Linked DNA regions of Ovis aries: region 1 is linked to region 2. Evidence: chromatin contacts called from public Hi-C data. All regions are on one chromosome and are shown on one strand. Each heading gives the region's core, a stretch centred on a gene start, on an enhancer-like site or on the middle of the called end of the contact. The rest is flanking DNA. Distances are from core to core; before and after follow the strand shown. Region 1 holds the start of EVA1C (eva-1 homolog C). Region 2 overlaps EVA1C (eva-1 homolog C).

Region 1 (7,553 bases), core at 245-2,744, 70 kb after region 2:
TCTGACCCAAGGGCTCTCAGCTAACAATGACATTCTCTGTAAGTAAACTAGAAACCCAACTCAGCTTCTGGTTTGCCAGTGTCCCTTGCCATGTACTAGCGTATTGCACAAACAGGGTCTGAGGAAGGAGCCTTGTTGACTGTGATTACACCGCAAAAGACCTTCAAAGCAGAGATGCGGGAAGCCTGGCCTTGACAGGAGATGCTGGAGAAGGCAAAGAATGGGACCCAGAGCTGCTTCCGGGGCTGGGCAGGGGCGAGGAAAGGGTGAAGGGCCACCAGCCTCGCCAGACGGAGACCCAGGTCTGATTCACCTTTGCAGGGATGTCTGGTTACTCTCAGCAAGCGCAAAGGTAATTTAAGAATGCTGTCCCTCTAGCCCGCATCAATTCAGAAACCTCTCTGCCTTTGTGGCGCCCCACCTACAACCCCAGAACTATTTGAGATCGGTTCAGTCTCCCCCCAAAGAAAAGCCTCATCGGTTACTGGGAGGGGAAGTCGTTTTTTTCTTTTTTTAAGGCGATGGGGGCTGGAAGGGACCAACTCTGGTGCCTTTTGGCGGTAAAGTCTTACCCCTGACTCTCCTCTCTCGGTACTGCAAGCTTCTACTCGTCTCTCATGGCATCTCCACCGGACCTTCCACCACCCCACCCCCGGGTTTCCCTCAGGTCTGTTGGCAAAGACTTAAGGTCAAATGTCTCCTGGACTTGTCTCCTTACGTGGGCACCCGCGAGGTCGGCTGGGGCAAACCCAAACTGCGCGTAAAGCAAAGAGGTACAACGTAGACCGCAACACGTGTACCAACAGCGCTGAGCTCGGTGCACAGGACTCAGCCTAAGGTGCTTTAAACCGATACGCATCCTTCGGAGTCTGGCCCCTGACCCTGGGATACTGACGAGGTCAACTCATCGGGAGACAAACTCCAAACACTCTACCCACCCTTCTTTCTTGGGGGACCCCCTCTGCCGGCATCTCACATGTTGTTACTTATATGCGAAGAGTTCGCATCCGGCAAGAAAAAGTTAGGGCTCCTAGCTCGCCCTAACTTTCAAGCAACCCGGCCTTGCCCCTCGGGCGCCGGCCCCCAACCGAGGGCTCACCTTAGCGCCCCGCGGCGCCGGGGGCCGCTCAGCGAGGGAGGTCGCTTCTTACCGGAGAAGTCGGTGAGCGCCGCTATCTCTTTGGAGCAAACCAGGACGGTGCAGTAGAAGAGACGCAGGAGCTGCCCCGGAGGCTCTACCTGCCTGCGGAGGCCGGGATGCTGCGCGGGTTGCGGGGCGGACGGTGGGCGCGCGTGGCCGGGCAGCAGCATGATGTGCCGCGCGACGGAGCGCGGGCGCGGGCCCGGGGCGCACGGGGGATCGCGGGGCGGAGGGCGGCGTCACATGGCAGGACGAGTCGGTAGCCGACGTCTCCGCGGCCCCCTGCCACCTCCTGGCCCAGGCTGCCAGCGCCTCCTCCTTGCCGCGGGCGAGCACCGGCTCCGGAGCGAAGAGGAGGGGGCGGAGACCTGGGGCGGGGCGAGGAGCCCCGGGAAGGATCCGCGTAGTTTCCCCGAGAGGAAATCTGCTGCGGGCCGCGCAGGAGGAAACGAGGGCGGGGGGCGAAGGGAAAGTGTAGCCCCTCCGCGCCCCCGAGGCTGCCAGAGGCCGGGGCCTTGGCGCGCCGCGCGCCGCGGAGGGCGCCCCCAACAGCACGCGACTGGAGCGCCTTGCACACCCCGGGGGTCCCCTCCCCTCTGAGACCGCCCGGCACCCCCGGCCAGGCCCGCGCTGGCCCCGTGCCAGCTTCGCCCTGGCCGCCGGGGGAGCGCCCGTGACGCACTTTGGAGCCAGCGCCGCGCGCTGAGCCCGGGAGCCCGGGGCGGGGCTGAGGCTGGGGTGGGGGCCTCGGGAAGGTGGGGTCCGGGAGGTGTGGGACCGCAGCACTGACGTCTTTGGCGACCGGCCGCGCACCACGTGCAGAATCACCAAGCACGCACTGTTATCCCCATTTCACAGGAGAGGAGACTGAGACCCCGGAGCCTTGGCGATCGCCAAAGCTGACGCAGCCCTGACGGGAACCGCCGCGGAGCGGAGGGGGGAGCGGAAAGGGGAGGCATTGTGCTCCAAACGGATCACATGGTCTAGAACAGGTTTCTTTTAGCTGCCTACTTTTCCTGTGGGTACTGGGAGTCAGCCGCGCTCAGGATCTGACGCTGGGCCTGCCCAGACCCTGGCCGAACGCTAATAAACGGGCTTTGTTTTAAAATGGGGCCACAGCATCTTTCTGAACCTCTCGATGACGCGCGGGGTAACCTACGTTTGGACTCCCAGCCAGTGGGCGAGGAGCGGATTTTCGCACCACCCGGGCTCGGGGGACACCGAGGGCACGGGGGCTCCGTGGATGCGCTCCGGGTGCCGAACCTGGGGGTCCACCGACCCAAACCTGCGCGGGGCATCCGGGCCGGGGGGGAGGGAGGCAGGTCGGGCGGGAGCGCGCTCGGCACAGAGTGTTCCCGAACACCGCTGGAGCGCCTGCCAAGCTCGCCGCGGGCCTGACGCGGAAACGTAGATAATGAGGCCCAAGGGCGGGCCCAGGCGCCCTGCGGGCCCCCTGGGTCTGAACTGCCCGGGGAGGGGAGACGCGCCGCACCGCGTGCCGGGAAGGCCTGGAGAGGGAATCCGAAGCGACTCGCTGGCCTACCTGCGGGAACTTCTTAGAGGTGGGCCGCAAGGACCCCGGGGCTGGATGTCATCGCGTCCCACTCTGTGCTCGGGAAGGGAAGATTCCGGCCATTTCCTCATCTGTCTGGGGTGGGGTGGGGCAGGGAGCGCGGCAGATGTAACCACCAACATGTGTTGGTGGGACCCAGTCAGCCAGGCACCAGGATTTTTAAAACCTACATGAAAACGTTCAGCCTTCTCAGTAACCCTTGAACCTCAGTATTCTTGTGCACTTTCAAGGTTGAGGAAACTGAGGCGGGGGCTGGGAGGTGAGGTGGGTAAGGATGCTTAGCACCTAGCAGCCATTCAGTAAGTGACCTTTGCTCAAAACTGTTTCCTCCCTGTACCTTGTATTCCATTGATCCATCTAGTTTGGATAGGAGTTAGGTACCTCTGTGGGCTAGGTCCTCTGCTAGGAGCTGAATATGCAGGCCCAGGAAGGGAACTGTGCTCCCTCAGGGCTGGGGGCTCCCACCATGGTCTTGCAAGCATGCCCGTGTGGGCACTGCTCCTAATGGGGACAGCATCCCCAGGCTTCCTTATCTGTAAAGGCGGCAGGCTTACTGTGAAGATTTAAGGAGTTGATACAGGTTGGGGGTAGGAACTGGGCCTGGAAGGAGGAAGTGCTCAGTCAACATTAGTCATTGGCACAGTGAGGAAGAGGCTTCCCTGGGGGCTCGGTGATAAAGAACCCACCTGTGAGTGCAGGAGGCTCGGGTTGGATCCCTGGGTTGGGAAGATCCCCTGGAGTAAGAAATGGCAACCCACTCCGGTATTCTTGCCTGGAGAATCCCATGGACAGAGGAGCCTGGCAGGCAACAGTCCATGCGGTCGCACATGATTTAGCAGGTAAACAACAACACGGGTGAGGAAGACAGACATTGAACTGGTAACACCAAATGAACAGCAAGGGACTACAGGGGCAAGACAGAGGGAGGGTGGGAGGAGGAGAGGGCGTGAGGAAGGCAGGTGTTGGCAACCTTTTTAAGACAGGCACCAGGGAAGCCCTTTTTAAGATTACATGGGTGAGAAAGATGGGAAGAGTTGGTCAAGCAAAAGCTAGGTATTTGGGGAGGATGAACATCTTAAGAGTGTTCTTAGGAGAACACCAAGTCTCAGGTGGCGCAGTGGTAAAGAATCCACCTTTTAATGCAGGCGATGCAAGAGATGCAGGTTCAATTCCTGAGTCAGGAAGATCCTCCGGAATAGGAAATGGCAACCCACTCCACTATTCTTGCCTGGGAAATTCCATGGACAGAGGAGCCTGGCGGGCTACAGTCCATGGGGTCACAAAGAGTCAGACTCGACTGAGCGCACACACACGCAACATCGTAGGAAAATGAATGAGCACATGTGAAATCCAAATGGAACACAGCTCCACTGAGAAGCACGGAGGGGATGAAACAGAGAGAAAAGGGTAGGGCAAGGTGATGTGGCGAGGTCAGCCGCCAGAGCTCAGGGACCAGAGACCTTGGTGAGCGTTGCCATCTTTGTCCTCAGCTTTGTGAGCATTTCCATCGGAAGCTAGCAAACTGTTGTAAGCAGATGAGTGATACAACCAAGTATGTGTTGGTCATAGATGACTCTGCTGAGTGCAGCTGGACTAGAGTGGTCAACAGTGGGTCCAGGGGTGATAATACACCCAAAAGAATCAAATCCAAGAGATATTTGCGCATCTGTGTTCATAGCAGCTTTATTCACAGAAGCCAAATGGAGAGCAATCTAAGCGTCCTTGGATGGATGAATGGATGAACAAAGTGTGGAATATTACCCAGTCATAAAAAGGAATGAACTTCTGATACATGCTACAGCATGGAAACAGCTTAAAAACGTGCTAGGTGAAATTAAAAAATGATAAGCATTGCATATATACCACTTACATGAAATATCCATAGCAGACCAATTCATAGAGACAGAGAAGAAATTAGAGGTTACTGAGAGGTGGGATAAAGGAGAAAAGAGAATTATTTCTTAATGGATATGTGGCTTCTGTTTGGGACAATGAAAAAGTTCTGGAAATAGATGGTGATGATGGGTATGTAACCCTCTGGATGTAATTAATGCCACTGAACGATACACTTAAAGTGGCAGATTTTATGCTGTGTAGTTACCATAACTTCAAAAAAAAATAATATGCCAAAGCTCCCTGCACTGTAAAAGGGTAAGTTTTGTGGTCTGTGCGTTATATCTCCATAAAGCTTTCTTCTTTTTTCGGCCATGCTACACGGCGTGCGGGATCTCAATCCACAGGGATGAACACAAGCCCCCTGCAGCGAAGGCAAAGAGACTTAAGTGCCGGGCTGCCAAGGAATTCCCCAGGAAGCTGCCTGTTCATTCAAAACCTTTTTATTTAGATTCTTTATTGAAGTACAGTTGATTTACAATGTTGTGTTAATTACTGCTATACAGCAAAGTGACTCGTGCATGCTAGATCGCTTCAGTCATGTCTGACTGTTTGCAACCCCATGGACTGTAGCCCAACAGTCTCCTCTGTCCACAGAATTCTCCAACATAATGGAGTGGGTGCCATGCCCTCCTCCAGGGGATCTTCCCAACCCAGGGATCGAATCCAAGTCTCGTAGGTCTCCTGCTTGGCATATCGGCTTCCCTGGTGGCTCAGTGGTAAAGAACCCACCTGTCACTGCACGAGGCTCGGGTTGGATCCCTGGATTGGGAAGATCCCCTGGAGAAGAAAATGGCAACCCACTCCGGGATTCTTTCCTGGAAAATCCTATGGACAGAGGACCCTGGTAGATTACAGTCCATGGGGTTGCAAAGAGTAGGACATGACTGAGCGACTTCACTTTTTTTTTTTTTTTTTTTTTTAAGTGCAAAGACCACTGGAGAGTCCAGGGAGATGGTCAGGAAGGGAGAGTAACAAGGAGGCTGTGACGCACACTGGCCTGGGGCTTTGCAGGCCCAGAGAGAAGGCGGAAGTGGCTAGATTGGAAAGGTGTTCAGGAAGGGTGGAGCAATTCGGCTGCGGGATGTGAGTGATGACGCTGGAGGACAAGACCCTGCCTGCTCGCTGCTGTGCCCCTCACTTGCTCCCTGTTAAATTACATCTTAGTCCTAATCTGATCTCTAAGAATTCTGACATCTTGTGAGAAAATTAAAGAATTCTCTTTATTTTTTTCTCCTTTCCCTCATACTTTGTGTGCTCCCAGCAAAATGGAAGCCAGTTACCCCCTGCTCCCATTTCCCCCTCTGAAAATAAACCATCAGATACCTAAGCTCTGGGGTACTGACTGGGACCAGCTGCAGAATTCACTGCTCTCATTCAGTCGCTCAGTCGTATCTGACTCTTTGCGACCCCATGGACCACAGCACACCAGGCTTCCCTGTCCTTCATCATCTCCTGGAGCTTACTCAAACTCATGTCCATTGAGTCGGTGATGCCATCCAACCATCTCGTCCTCTGTCATCCCCTTCTCCTCCTGCCTTCAATCTTTCCCAGCATCAGGGTCCTTTCCATAAAGTCAGCTCTTCACACCAGGTGGCCAAAGTATTAGAGCTTCGGCTTCAGTGCAAAATGAAAACGCATGGCTCCTTGCTCAAAAATTATTACGAATTTCAAGGTAGTGATGGCAGGGCAGTAAACCCAGCATGATCTCTTCAAACACAGGGCCCTGAGCGACTGCACAGGCCACGTGCCCATGAAGCTGGCCCAGGCACTACCAGCATGTCCTTGTCTCAGATACAGAAACCGACAGTCCAACTCATGCAGATCAACTGCGGCAGAATCTGAAGTCCTCTTAAACTGCAAAGGCACAGGAATTAGGGGACAGATGCTAAGACGGAGTAAAATAAAAGTGTCGCTTTCTATGGAATGGACCACTGGCCATCTAGGCCCTTCTTGCATAAGAGCTTGAGAAGTGCCTCCGTACCCAGAATAATTGTTCTGTGTCTAAGATGCATCTTTGCTGGACATTGTAAATTATGTACCTTAATTCCTGCCTTTTAAATTTTTTCCTTTTGAAGCCACCCTGTTCCTTCTTCCCGGCTCTAAACTTCCTCCTTATTTTCCTCCTTCCTTGAGATCCTGGCTACTTCCCTCCCCATGTAGCCAAATCTATTTTGGAGGATGTTTGTGTGCTAGGCACTTCAACTCCCAGCCCCGAGCCGGTCCTTTCCCTAAGCCATCAAGGTAAGGCTTTGGGGCTCTCAACAAAGATGGGCTGCAGCTGCTCTGAGAAGACATAAGCCACCATTTGTCAGCTGCAAAGAAACCAACCTTTCAGCTCAGGATACTAAGGCTGAATGTCATCCAGAGCTAAAAAGGCTTATTTTTAGAAAGCAACAAACGGTGGTTTGTTTATAGAGCTGGCACCAAAGAGCCACATCAATAGCAAACAGCATGCTCGCTGAGGACTGTGAAAGCTGGGGATGTAGCGGAGAGAGGCTGCAAGGGGAATGTTTGACCCAAAAGTCCTTGGAAGGAGGCCTTGAAGGATATGGGCTCAACACTGGGGTTGGTCCAGGGTCAAAGGTGTCAAGTGCAGTAGTCTGTACCTGGCCCTTGCCACCCACAGACAGCCACCCACAGAGGCAATGGACCTCCCTGTCTCATTTTTCAAGTTTTGCAAAAGGAAAATGCTGGACTCAAAATTCCACTTTGGTTCTAAAAGCCCACACTCTAAATTAGATGTAGGATTTCAGGAAACTGGGCTAAATCTCTACTGGTTCCTTGACATTCCTTAATGCTGTTGCATGTGTGTGTGTGTGTGTGTGTGTGTGTGTGTGAGCTTAGTTGCTCAGTCCTGTCTGACACTTTGTGACCCCATGGACTGTAGTCTGCCAGGCTCCTCTGTTCATGGAATGTCTCCAGGCAAGAATGCTGGAGTGGGTA
Region 2 (7,392 bases), core at 1,085-3,584:
TTGCTGTCTTTAGGAGCCTTATTATTATTTGGATATTTATCAATTAGAAATTTATCTATTATTAACACATTTATCAATTGGAAAAAACCCTTACATCTCAAGATTGAAAATGAGCTACATGATTTCTGTATAAGCCACCTATATTGAAAAGAAGTAACAAAAGAATTATGAAGTTATTCTTGGAAGTCCAACAACTATTATTGTTTTTTCCGTAAGCTACTATTTTTTTTTCTGTTTCAAACACATGTTTATAGCTGAAAACTTGAAAACCTCAAATACTGCTAAACCAGGAAAATAAAAATCCTCAGTAAATGCCACTAATCAAGAAAAACAATGGCTAACCTTTAAAGAGCATCCTTCTAGTCACTTTTCTATATTTAAATGCCCATCCCCCTCAATGGATCATATACATATGACTCTATGCTACTTTTCCTCATTTATTAGCATATTTATGAAAAATTTTTAACAGAAGCATCATTTTAAAGAGTTGTATAGTTTCTCACTTAATAAATGAACCAGCTCTGTTTAAAATACCCTATTGGTAGACGTTCCAATGGTTTCCATCGTTTAATGCCATAAAAAATTCTGCGTGAAACATCCTTAGAGCTAAATACTTGCACACAAGCATGACGGTTTATAACTCTTGGAAGTAGATTGCTTTGTCAAAGGGTATTCAAAATATTAAAGCTTTTGATACACACTGCCAAACCGTTCAGAAGGGTTGTATCAGTTCACACCCTTGCCAGAACTGTAGGAGAGCCCCAGAAACTTTATATTTTCTTAGGATGTGTGCCTGATCATATTTCTTAAGGCTAACAGACGAAAAGGGTGGGGAAGACTCTATTTGTAAGACCACAATCCTTTTGGACCCAGGAGGTCCTGTGACCAGCGTGATTTACAGACAGGCTTCAGCACTCATAGTTACCCTGGGAGCAAAAGAATTTATCTTGATGAGCGTGAAAGAACCCATGGTGTATTTTTAGGAAGAGGCCCAAGGTAATTCAGGTCCTATGTAGCTCTGACCATTTCCTTGTTGACACTGAGCTCTGAACCACTGGCAGGATTCTCTTTTTTTTTTTTTTTTTTAAGTGGTTATTTCCCTCCCAGCCTGATTTTGTTTGCACCTCTCTGCCTGGCAGACTACCCTCCACCCCAGTACATGTGATAACAAGATACTCAACTATTTAATTTTTATATTTTTGGCTACTGTTTCACACTGAAACTGCAGTTAATCGCTCTTTACAACCTGTGTTTATTTAGATAATTAGGCTGGTTGCTCTTATGAGACTGTCTTGGCAGTGGGAGCCCCTGGCACCTTGATCTTTGGCTGAGAAGTCCAGGCCTGCCCACACTTGGCCTTGGGGTGGCCTTAGTCCAGCCTTTGAGGCCCACTGTGTGGTTTTTCTCACTCTCTTATTAAGGAAATAGCACCCCTGGAGCCCACCCAGAAAGTGTAACTGCTGCAGGAAATGATGTGCTGTGGTGGACACCCAGGGAGTCTTCTGGAAGCCTGCTTTCCAGAGTCCATGCCCCGGTCTGTGGGAAGGTGTATCCTTTCTTGTGTCAGATGCTGCTCCACTGGGGTTTCTCTGGGACCAGCGCTAATCAGTCACTTTTCTATTTTCTTTCAGTTTCTTTTCCAATAGAGGAGCCATAACTTCTTTCTTTCTTAAAAAAACATTTTGGCTGCTCCATGTGACACGTGGGATCTTAGTTCCCTGACTAGGAAATCAAACCTGCGCCCCCTGCATTGGAAGCTCAGAGTCTTAGCCACTGACCCTCCAGGGCGGTCCGAGAAGGAGCTGTACGTTCTGAAGGATCTGACTTGCCTGAAGATCTTTCGGAAATGTCTTTGGGTCATCACCTTCAGTAGAGACACCAGATCTGTGTTTAAACCTGTATGACAGTTCAGTTCAGTAGCTCCGTCATGTCTGACTCTCTGAGACCCCGTGTACTGCAGTGCACCAGGCCTCCCTGTCCATCACCAACTCCTGGAGCTTACTCAAACTCATGTCCATCGTGTCGGTGATGACATCCAAACATCAGACATCCCCTGAGGTCCCCTTCTCCTCTTGCCCTCAATCTTTCCCAGCATCAAGGTCTTTTCAAATGAGTCAGCTCTTCCCATCAGGTGGCCAAAGTACTGGAGTTTCAGCTTGAGCATCAGTCCTTCCGATGAACACCCAGGACTGATCTCCTTCAGAATGGACTGGTTGGATCTCCTTGCAGTCCAAGGGACTCTCAGGAGTCTTCTCCAACACCACAGTTCAAAAGCATCACTTTTTTGACAGCTGGCATGGTCATCAGCCTTGCTGCTCTTTCTAATTTTTTTTGCTTGACAGCTGTGATGATCAGCCATTGTGTTAGTTCCTAGGGCTGCGGTAACAGAGCCCACACACTGGGAGCCTTAAACAATAGAATTTTGTGTCCTCTCAGTTCTGAGGCGGGAAGTTGGAGATGTTCGGCGGGTTGGTCCCTTCCAAGGATCCCTTTCTTGCAAGTGGCCGACCTCTTCCTGCACCCTCACGGTGTCTTCCCTGTGTGCGTCCATGTCCTGAGCTCCCCTTACTGCGAGGACAGCGGTCACACTGGATGAGGATCCTCCTATATTACCTCAAATTAGTCACCACTTTAAAAGCACATCTCCTCAAACAGTCACATTCTGAGGTACTGGGGGTTAGGACATCAACAAGGGCATTTTAGGGGGACACAATTCAGCCCATAACAGCCTTCCGGATGGCCCTCCAAGGAACTCACATCCACGTGTAGCCTCCTCCCTCGAGGAATCAGTTGGTCTCTGTGACGGTAGACTCTGGAGAGGTGACAGGGTGTGGCTTCCATTTGCTCCTCTGCCTCTCGGGCTCCGGAAGAAGCTGGCGGCCATGTTGCAAGGACGCTCAAGACACCCAAGTGGGGAGAACCAAGGCCACCCATGAACAACCAGCACCAACCTGTCCATCATGTCAGGGAGCCTCCTTGGATGCTCAGCCCTCAGATGACCACACCCTAAGCCGATAGCCTGGCTGCAACTCCGCAAGGCCTCACGAGACCCTAAGTAAGAACTTCCCAACCAGGCTACCCTGGAACCCCTGCCCCCCAGAAACTGTGAGGCACTAACTGTTCATTTTTGTTTTGAGCCATTCAACTTGGGAGTATTTCATTACACTGCAGTAGCCTCTGGAGTGCACACCAGGCCTCCCTGTCCTTCACTATCTCCCAGAGTTTGCTCAAGTTCACGTCCACACGTAACCACCTCATCGTCATGCCGAGTAACTGGGAGCTAAAGCCTCGCTCCGCTCTGCTTCCTGACCGTGTGTGATGAGCTGCACTGGGTACCCAGACTCTGAGCCTGCGGGACTGCCCCAGACTTTAGCTTATATCACAAGAGGAAAAGCACACACGTCCCCTTGCAGAGGCCCACGGTGAGCTCTGACCACTTGGCCTTCAGGCAGCTATCCTTCCAAGTTCTTGCCAGGTTGCAGGGCCAAAAATAAACAGCCCTTTCTCCTTCTTCAAAGCGCTAAGGCTGAGCCGCAGTAATAACTGGGAACCGAGAGCAGAGCTCTCACGCCGGCGGCCCGTGGACCGGATGGGGCCTGCAGGCATGTTTTGTTTGGCTCTCACAGTGTTTTAAAAGTTGGAAAACTTTACATTAAAAAAAAATCATATTTTCAGCATCTCCCGAGAGGTTGGAAGCTATTGCAAGGCCCACATACCAAGCCGGCAACCATCCACTTGCTGAGCCCAGTGTGGGCACCTCACTTAGGAACAGGGTGGGGGTGGTTCTGATTCATTCATGGGACTCAGGATTCACTCGGGCACCTACTCTGTGCCAGGCCCTGCTCTGCTGGCTGGGAATCCTCATGGCAGAGACACACAGCACCTCTGCAGTGCTGGCCAGCTCCTGGGCAGAGAGACCACAAGCACCTAAGTGACTCCAGACTGTGAAGACCATCAGACAAGGACAGCTTGAGGCGGAGACCAGGATGAGGTGGCATGCTGGCGGGGTGCCTCGGAAGATCTCTGAGATGACGTCTGAGTGGACTCCTGAATGATGAAACGAAGCTGGCCACGCAGAAAAGTGGGGTAAGAACATCCCAGCCCAAAGGCAGAGCTTGTGCAAAGACACTGCGGTGTGAATGAGTGTAGAGGCTCCAGAGGCGGGACCACAACTGGGGACTGGATTTATTCTAATTACGGAAGACACAGTGGGATGGGGGCTGTGATCTGAGTTGCCTTAGATAAGCTCTCTCCAACTGCTAAGCAAAGAAGGGGCTAAGGGAGGGAACGGAATCAAGGAGAAGGGAGGAGGCCCAGATGGTCTGGATGAGAGAAGTCTAGAGTGGGCTGGGAGCAAAAGGGCTGGATTTGGGATCCTGAGAGCAGGGAGTGCCCACAAGACTTGCAGGCGCAGCGGAAGGGGCATGGGGTCAAAAGAGGGAGTCCAGTTTTCTAAAGTGGGGGATATTAAAGTGTGCTTATACCAGATGGGAAACTGACGATTCTGTGGGACAAACATGCCAAGTGTGGTTTAAAGCCTTCATGGACAGTTTACCTTGCACCGAGGAGTAGAGAATTTCTTAGTGTTCAGTAAGATTAAGAAAGTTCATTGGCCCAGGCAGCCAAGGTTTCCTGGCTCCGCACACACACACAGTCCCGCCCGTCAGTGCTAACCCGAAAGGCGAGTACCGAGTCAAGGCCTCCACAGGGAGCTGGGGGACAAGAAGAACGGGCACTTCCAGCCTGGGTGGGAGAAGGTTTGGGGGAGAATGGATCCATGTACATGTATGGCTGAGCCCCTCTGCTGTTTCCCTGAAAACTACCACAACACTGTTGATTGGCTATACCCCAATACAAAATGCTTTTGCTGCTTAAAAAAAAAAAAAAATCAATGGGCATTTGAGATGGTGAGTGGATGGGGACCCAAGATGGTGAGATGAATGGGCACTTTCAAGGACACTTTCATTTTCCCCTGGACCCGTTCACACCGCAGAGCTCAGGGCCTGTGGGTCTCTGACACTGGGTGCTGGGTCATGAATGCAGCTGTGGGGGTGGTCGGGGGAGAGGGCAGGGGTTTTGCCATGTGACTTAGCCAGGACTTCAAGCTTTTAAAACTGACCAGCCAAGCAAAGGGCTCAGTGTCTCATTCACAGACTTTTCCTGAGTCAACAAGGCTTACTCACGACTGACCCGAGGATTCCTTGAACTCTCCATGGGAACCTGTCTTTTAGCCACAGTGTCTGTTAATGTTTTCTTTGGCTGATGCCTTTTCGCTTTTAACCTAACTCCTGAATCCAACTTCCCAGGAACGTAAGGCAGCAACTTCCAGAACATCAGTCATTCAGCCTGCATGTGGATCTACCAACTTCTGCTCAGAAGAACCCCTGATTAATATTAAGTGACCCCACACTGAGGTTAAGAAGTGTAATTCCTTTCTGTAGAGAGAGGTCAGGTCATCCGGGTACCTTGTTCAGCTAAGCAAACTAGAGGACATAGGGAGCCCTGAAGGACGTGCAAGGGTCAGTGATCAGACTGGCCCTTTAGAAGGCTGCCTCCGGCCACCCTGGGGGGAAAGCCCTGTCTAGGGACAGGGGGCCTCCTGAGATGACCAGGCAATGGTCCCTTGATCTAATGCAGCAGCAGGAACAAGGGAGGATGGGGTAGAGACATGAACGCTTGTATGAGAGGGAAATTGGAGTTTCCAAACTCACAGGTCACTCGCTGGGGCCCCGGGCACAGACAGACAGGGGGAGCCACCCTCATGAGTGTCTCTCTACCCATGTGGCAGCCAAGCCTGTTAAAATGGGGGCCAATTAAGAGAGGCCGGATGCCCACTTCAGGCTGCTTCTGCTGTCTGCTGGGCTGCCCTTCAGACACCCTCCACCCTCCTGACCAAGGGCCTTCCTTCCCTGAATGCTGGGCGAGGGGCCTCGGAGACACGGGACACATGTTCCTTGTGAACTGGTGTTTGGTTCTCTTTCTATTCTTGCCTGAGAGTCTGCCTGAGTGGCTAGGTCACCTTCTTTCCTTCCCCCACCCACCCAGATCCAAGATATCACTTACACATGAACTTCTTTTTAAAATTAATGTTTCATTTCACATGTGCTCCAGTAGCAATTTAACACATCAAGGAGCTCACTTCAGATTTGATGAGTGAGTGCACCTTTTTTGCTGTTTCACAATCGAGTCTGTTCTCCCTGGTAGCACGGCGGGTCTAGGCGAGGCTGTTTCATCACCACAGATTGGGGCCTGGGATCGCTCATTTCATGTGTCATTTCAGCCAAGTGCCCAGGGGTTTGGTCAGACACCAGTCTAGATGTTGTCCCGAAGGCATTTTTAAGATACGACTAACATTAGTCATAGAAAATAAACTTATGATTATCACAGAAGTAAAGAGATGGGATAGATTAGGGATTTGGAGTTAACAGACACATTACATTTAAAATAGATACACAGCAAGGACCTACTGTATAGCACAGGGAATTATATTCAATATCTTGTAATAACCTACAATGGAAAAGAATCTGTAAAAGGTGGCAAAAGGTAAGGAATCCACCTGCCAATTCAGGAGACACAAGAGACTCAGATTTGATCCTTGGGTGGGGAGATCCCCTGGAGGAGGAAATGGCAACCCACTCCAGTATTCTTGCCTGGAGAATCCCATGGATGGAGGAGCCTGGTGGGCTACAGCCTATGAGGTCACAAAGAGTCAGACACAACTGAGTGACTGAGCATGCATGTATATAAAACTGAGTCACTTTGCTGTCCACCTGAAGCACTGTAAGTCAACTGCATTTAAATTTTAAAAAGATATGACTAACATTAAATCCGCCGACTTTGAGTAAAGCAGGTCACCCTCCATAACTTGAGTGGACCTCAACCGACCCATGGAAGGCTTTAAGAGCAAAGACAGGTCATCTGAAAAAGCTTTTGTCCAGGCTGAAATCCAAAACTCTACCAATATTTCCGGTCTGCTGTCCTGTGGAATTCAGACTCAAGACTGAACATCAACTCTTACCTGCATTTTCAGACTGCCAACCTGCCCTGCAGATTCAAACTTGCCAGGCCCCACAACTGCGTGAGTCAATTCTTTAAAAGCAGTCTATGTATCTAACTATCTATCACCTACTGGTTCTGTTTCTCTGGAGAACTCTAATGATAACAGAAGGTGACTTTGAAGGGTGGAATGTTTCCCTGGTGGCTCAGATGGTAAAGAATCTTCCTGCAATGCAGGAGACCTGGGTTCAATCCCTGGAGGGTAGATCCCCTGGAGGAGGGCATGGCAACCCACTCTAGTATTCTTGCCTGAAGAATCCCATGGACAGAGGAGCCTGGTGGGTTACAGTCCATGGGATTGCAAAGAGTCGGACACAATTGAGCAACTAACCCCTT

The links. Hi-C and Micro-C count contacts between places; a contact is called where the count stands out from the background.
Region 1: a Hi-C map of hypothalamus shows a contact between it and region 2, with 2.1 times the contacts expected there. The contact joins the promoter of EVA1C here to the enhancer-like site in region 2. A contact is called at or near these places in 2 of 16 Hi-C or Micro-C datasets (hypothalamus and omental adipose tissue).

What each region holds. Positions count from the first base shown.
Region 1 is chr1:123,766,589-123,774,141 of ARS-UI_Ramb_v3.0, forward strand. EVA1C (eva-1 homolog C) reads right to left here and starts at 1,495. Exons shown (of 10, transcript XM_060403751.1): 1 at 1,152-1,495. The coding sequence starts at 1,311.
Region 2 is chr1:123,695,372-123,702,763 of ARS-UI_Ramb_v3.0, forward strand. All of the region lies in intron 4 of EVA1C (eva-1 homolog C), which reads right to left. Among named protein-coding and RNA genes, the nearest start is that of EVA1C, 69 kb to the right of the region's middle. Within about 2 kb of position 2,335, at least 7 of the 54 cell types and tissues checked have an H3K27ac peak or open chromatin away from gene starts, as enhancers often do. A contact at or near this core is called in hypothalamus, where this site is marked.